Regions from separate parts of the Acanthopagrus latus genome. Here region 1 is linked to region 2. Evidence: chromatin contacts called from public Hi-C data. All regions are on one chromosome and are shown on one strand. The core of a region is the stretch at or near the end of the contact, and the rest is flanking DNA. Distances in the headings are between cores, read along the strand shown. Region 1 holds the start of nrn1a (neuritin). Region 2 holds the start of ppp1r3g (protein phosphatase 1 regulatory subunit 3G).

The links. A called contact is a pair of places that touch in the nucleus more often than the background predicts.
Region 1: a Hi-C map of muscle shows a contact between it and region 2, with 3 times the contacts expected there. The contact joins the promoter of nrn1a here to the promoter of ppp1r3g in region 2. A contact is called at or near these places in 2 of 4 Hi-C or Micro-C datasets (liver and muscle).

What each region holds. Positions count from the first base shown.
Region 1 is chr19:23,971,032-23,973,731 of fAcaLat1.1, forward strand. nrn1a (neuritin) reads right to left here and starts at 1,308. Exons shown (of 3, transcript XM_037079125.1): 1 at 1,016-1,308. The coding sequence starts at 1,070. LOC119008608 (coagulation factor XIII A chain-like) reads left to right here. Exons shown (of 24, transcript XM_037079122.1): 6 at 900-1,059.
Region 2 is chr19:23,803,482-23,806,181 of fAcaLat1.1, forward strand. ppp1r3g (protein phosphatase 1 regulatory subunit 3G) reads left to right here and starts at 1,292. Exons shown (of 1, transcript XM_037078892.1): 1 at 1,292-2,700. The coding sequence starts at 1,582. The coding sequence ends at 2,406.

The DNA.
Region 1 (2,700 bases), core at 58-2,557, 170 kb after region 2:
ATGTTCACCGGGACGGAACCGGGAGATAAAAGAACCGCGTCGTTGTGTCGTTTCGTTCCCGCTGATTATTATCAGAGCAGCAGAGATTAAAATATAGATGATATTATATTATAGAATTAATAATTGTTGTCGGCTGTTTGCGCCTCTCGTGCTCGGCTCTGTCGTCCCGGCTGTGACGGTGCGGAGCCTCCCGCAGCCCCGCAGCCTCCCGCACACTGCGGCGGGAGAGCAGCGCGCTCCGGCGTCACGTCTGAGATTCTTCTGCTGCAGTTCGACATGTTCCGAACCTCCACACGGGCCTTTTATTTCTCCTGCTCCGTGTGCAGAGACACGCCGAGAACACAGAACACGAACCAGAACCGGAACCGTCGATTTTAAACAACAAAACCAGCGAATTAAATGTAATTTTATTTGAAATAATTTGATTTAGTTTAAATAAATTCAAATCATTTTTTTTGTTGTGAATGTGGAAAATAAAAAAAATTAAAAATCAACAAATGTCTCGAGTTTGGGACAACCGAGGTGTGTGTGTGTGTGTGGGGGGGGGCGGGGGGGCATTCCCCTTGTTAACGCGCACATGCACACACACGCACACACACGCACACGCACACACACACTGGATGTGTAGCCTCGCTGCTGCTCCAACACAGAAACATGTGTCAGCTGTAAATCTGATTAAATTACTTTTTAAAAAACAGATTTTTATATTTTGCAGCTGAAACAAACAAAATTTAATCATCTGTTAAACAAAAAAAAAAACAAACAAAAACATTTCTGAGTCGTTTTCAGAAGCGACGGATTCATTTCTTTTTTAAATTAACGGTGAAATAAAATAAAACACCTTCAGGAGTCAGAATCCAAATAAAACATGTTTTTGCTTCTTTATGGATCAAATTCAGATTCTCGTCCGGGACAGAAAGCGACAACACGAGACTTTCCCGACCCGCTCATCGACACACTGATGTATGATGGAGGGATGTATGATGGAGGGATGATGGAGGGATGGGACACTCACCTATGTGGAGAGCTAGAAAGAGAGCGAGGCATCTGGAGGACCAGGTAACTCCCATCCTCTGCGTCCTCCTCTCAGCATGAGAGCAGAGATTCACAAAGTTGTTGAGCAGCTGAGCAGGAGCCGCACATTCCACACAACAGCCGCAAAACACCCAGCAGCTACATCCAACACTCTCCTCCTCCTCCTCCTCCTCTTCCTCCTCCTGCTGCTGCTGCTTCTTGTTTCTTCTTCTTCTTCTTCTTCTTCTTCTTCTTCTTCTTCTTCTTCTTCTTCTTCTTCCTCCTCCTCTGTGGCTCCTGCTCTCTGCGCTCTGCGCGTCCTGCCTGGTTTTACGCGTCTGGAGAGAAAAAAGAAAAGAGAGAGAGGAAGAGAGAGAAAGCCCCTCCTCCTCTCTCTCTCTCTCTCTCTCTCCTCTATCCTCCTCCTCTCTCTCTCTCTCTCTCTCTCTCTCCTCTCTCCTCCTCCTCTCTCTCTCTCTCTCTCTCTCTCTATCCTCCTCTGTCTCTCTCTCTCTCTCCTCCTCTCTCTCTCTCTCCTCTCTCTCTCCTCCTCTCTCCTCCTCCTCTCTCTCTCTCTCTCCTCCTCTCTCTCTCTCTCTCCTCCTCTGTCTCTCTCTCTCTCTCCTCCTCTCTCTCTCTCTCCTCTCTCCTCTTCCTCTGTCTCTCTCTCTCTCTCTCCTCCTCTCTCCTCTCTCCTCCTCCTCTCTCTCTCTCTCTCTCTCTCTCTCCTCTCTCCTCCTCCTCTCTCTCTCTCTCTCTCTCTCTCTCTATCCTCCTCTGTCTCTCTCTCTCTCTCCTCCTCTCTCTCTCTCTCCTCTCTCTCTCCTCCTCTCTCCTCCTCCTCTCTCTCTCTCCTCCTCTCTCTCTCTCTCTCCTCCTCTGTCTCTCTCTCTCTCTCCTCCTCTCTCTCTCTCTCCTCTCTCCTCTTCCTCTGTCTCTCTCTCTCTCTCTCCTCCTCTCTCCTCTCTCCTCCTCCTCTCTCTCTCTCTCCTCCTCCTCTCTCTCCTCCTCCTCTCTCTCATTATCATTTCATCCTTTTCTTTCATGTTTTGTTTTAAGCTGTTATTATAGTTATTATATTATATTTATTTTATTCTTTCACTCGGAGCCGCAGCTGCAGGTCAGAACCAAACTCATTTATTACAGAGTCTCAACATTTCCCCCATGAACAGTCAGAACCCCGGATCAGAACCAGACTAAAGTGTCTCATTTCATTTAATGAGAGTCTGACAGTGTGAATGTTTCTCCATGTTGTTTGAACAGGAAACTTTCTGTCACTGTGGGAACAATAAAGTTTCTTCGATCTTGAATTGAAACGTTACAGTAAAAAGTATATTTAAAGTGAACATGTGTGTTTATTACTGACCTCCATCCACTCATACAGAAACCAGAAAGTTCTGGAGATCAATCTGTACGTTCACGTTCAGATAACTGATTCTTCTTTTCAGGTTTTTTTACTCTGAAGCCTCAATAATTGTGCAGCAAGACTCTTAGTGGTGGAGACGTTTCAGTCATGTGACCGTGATGTCGTCTGTTTGTAGCCTAACATTAGCTTCTTACTGCTACACAGTTAATTTAGCTTCACACATCACAGAGTGGAGTTCATCTGTGGAGATTATCTGGATCAACAGAACCTGGACGGATCAGAACCTGCAGGTTATGTTCTGTAATAATCCAGAATCCAGA
Region 2 (2,700 bases), core at 42-2,541:
TCACGAAACATATAAAGAACGAAAAATGAAAAATATAAAAAATAATATAAAATAATTGAATAATAAATATGAGAAATATGGAAATTATAAAAACTACAAAAATATAAATTATCATGACAACTTTGGAAAAATATGAAACCTATAAGAAAGAATAAAAATATAAAAAGAATTTAAAAATATGAAGCATTTATTTCCTCACAGTCAGCAGTGATTACAGAGCAAATCAAAAAGTTCATAAAAACACAATAACAGAACGTGTGGAGGTGGAAATATTATCTCACTTAAATACAAACAGAATTAATAGAATGTAAAAATAAAATGAAATTGTGTAAATAATGATTGTGGTCACATCTTTCACAGGCAGATCTCAAAGTGCATCAAAACTAAATGTGCACCTCTGCAGCAGTCATGACGTCATCTTTAGTTTCCAACACATCTGTAGAATTGAACCCTGTGGATGTGTGACGTGTCTGACAACGTGTTTAATAGCAGTCACTCGTTTTCTTTGTGTCGTCATCGATCAGTTTTATCGCACTTTTGTTCTTCGCCAAAATCCTCGAAACACGGAGGGAAGCAGCTGCAGCTCTGAGATCCAGCTGGGACGTCTGAAGACGTCATGCCGTCTGTCCGCAGGAACCTGACGTCAGCGTGATGAAGTCATGACGTCACGTGTTTGTTTTCGGCCGCTGTGTGACGCACACTTGGAGCTGTGAGTTACATAATGCAGTCAGTCTGTAACACAGGACAACTTTATTTACACATCCTGTGGAGACAAACTGAGGACAGCAGGTCACCGTGATGACGTGCCTGATGACGTGCCTGATGACGTGTCTGTGAACCATAACATCATGATTTAAGAATAAATGTTTCATGTTTTCTCTGGTTTACTGACAAAAACTTTAAACTGAGATAAAATCATCTGACTTCTTCTGATATGATTAATAATTATTTCACTGATAACAGTTAAATACTGAATAAACTTCTGACAAGTCAGGACTGGTTAAAGGAGCATTATGTAGATTAACAGAAGACGTGTATATTTACAACATTAATGAGGTAATAACACAAACTGTGTCCATCAGTGAATAAAGAAGCTGCTCTCAGAGGACGATAAGGTCCAGAACACTGTGTGAGGCTGGAGAGGTGGCAGGGTCCGCCACATGTAAACACAGTAGAACAGTTCAAACTGTGTTGTCCTTTAAGGTCAGTTTGTTTCTTTCTCTGCACATTAACATTTCTACAGAATGCTCCTTTAATCAGTGTGTTATGAATCATGTGTTTGCTGTAAAATAACTGTTAAAGCTGAAAGAACCATGAATGATCTTTTATTCTGAAGGTTCTAATGAAGTGTGACCAGGTGTTTGTTTGTTTGTTTGTTTGTTTGTTTGTTGTTTACAGTCCACGTCCTGCACGCACTCAGGGGAAAGTTGACGTTGGTGACGTGACGGTGCGCACGTTTCTGTGAATGCACGCGCTCTGCTGTCACCACGTCGTCCTCTGCGGGGGGCGGGGGGCTCCTCACTATACAAGCCGCCCCGCACCGGGACACACGCGGACTCCGGACCGGCAAGCAGGGCACTAATGTCCCGCTCACTGCTCCAGATCCACACCGGGGGACACTCGCCGTCCCCCGGGCAGTCTGCGGAAAACGGGCTGGAGGATGAAGAGGAGGAGGACGATGAGGAAGATCTGGATGACGAGGTGGACGCTTCACAGCTGGAGAGATTCATGAGGGACAGGAGGAGAGCCCAGTCCCTGCCCGCATACCCGGCGGCGCTCCTGGACGAGGACTCCGGCGGTGACGGGAGGAAGCGGGTGAAGTTCGCAGACTCGATGGGTCTGAACCTGGCCAGCGTCAAACACTTCAGTTCGCTGGAGGAGCCGCAGATCCCGAGCAAAGTTCTGTCCAGACACAAGAGCTTCCCGCCGCAGCAGGACTTACTGAACGACCTGTGCCAGAGCTTCAAGTCCAGCCTGGACACGGACCGGCTGGTCTCGTGCTTCCCAGAGCCTCGAGAGGCGGAGCGGAGAGTCCAGCGGCTCGGCGTGTGTCTGGAGAAGGTCACCATCACGCAGTTCGACGTGCGGGGGCAGATCCGGGTCTTCACCGGCTGCACCGACAAAGAGGTCGGGGTGAGGTACACCTTCAACGACTGGCTCTCCCACGTGGACGCGCAGGCTCTGCCCGTGGCCGTGGATCAGCCGGGCTTCGTGGGGGAGCAGTTCACCTTCACCGTGTACACGCCGCCCTTCATGGACCCCAGCTCAGCCGTGCACTTCGCCGTGTACCTGAGGAGCAAGGAGGGGGAGTTCTGGGACAACAACGAGGGGCAGAACTACACCCTCAGGTACCGCTGCATGCCCAACACCACGCCCTTTGTCAGTGCCGCATTCCACGCTGTGTGATCGGTGCGTAAAACCTACAGATCTGTGCGTAAAACCTACAGATCTGTGCGTAAAACCTACAGATCTGTGCGTAAAGCTCTCCATCTGCGCCTTCTGTTGAAAAAAATCTTTAGATGTGCAGCTGCTGTTTTCCATCTGCTCACTAAACGTTTCATCTGTGTGATTCTGTATTTTGAGATCAGAGAACTTGTTTCATGTCAGTCAGAGGATCTGAATCTTCCGGAGAGACCACACGGATGTGGCTCAGGTTTTCTCTGTGATTTCCTTCTTTGGTTAAGCAGCTTCAGCAGCACC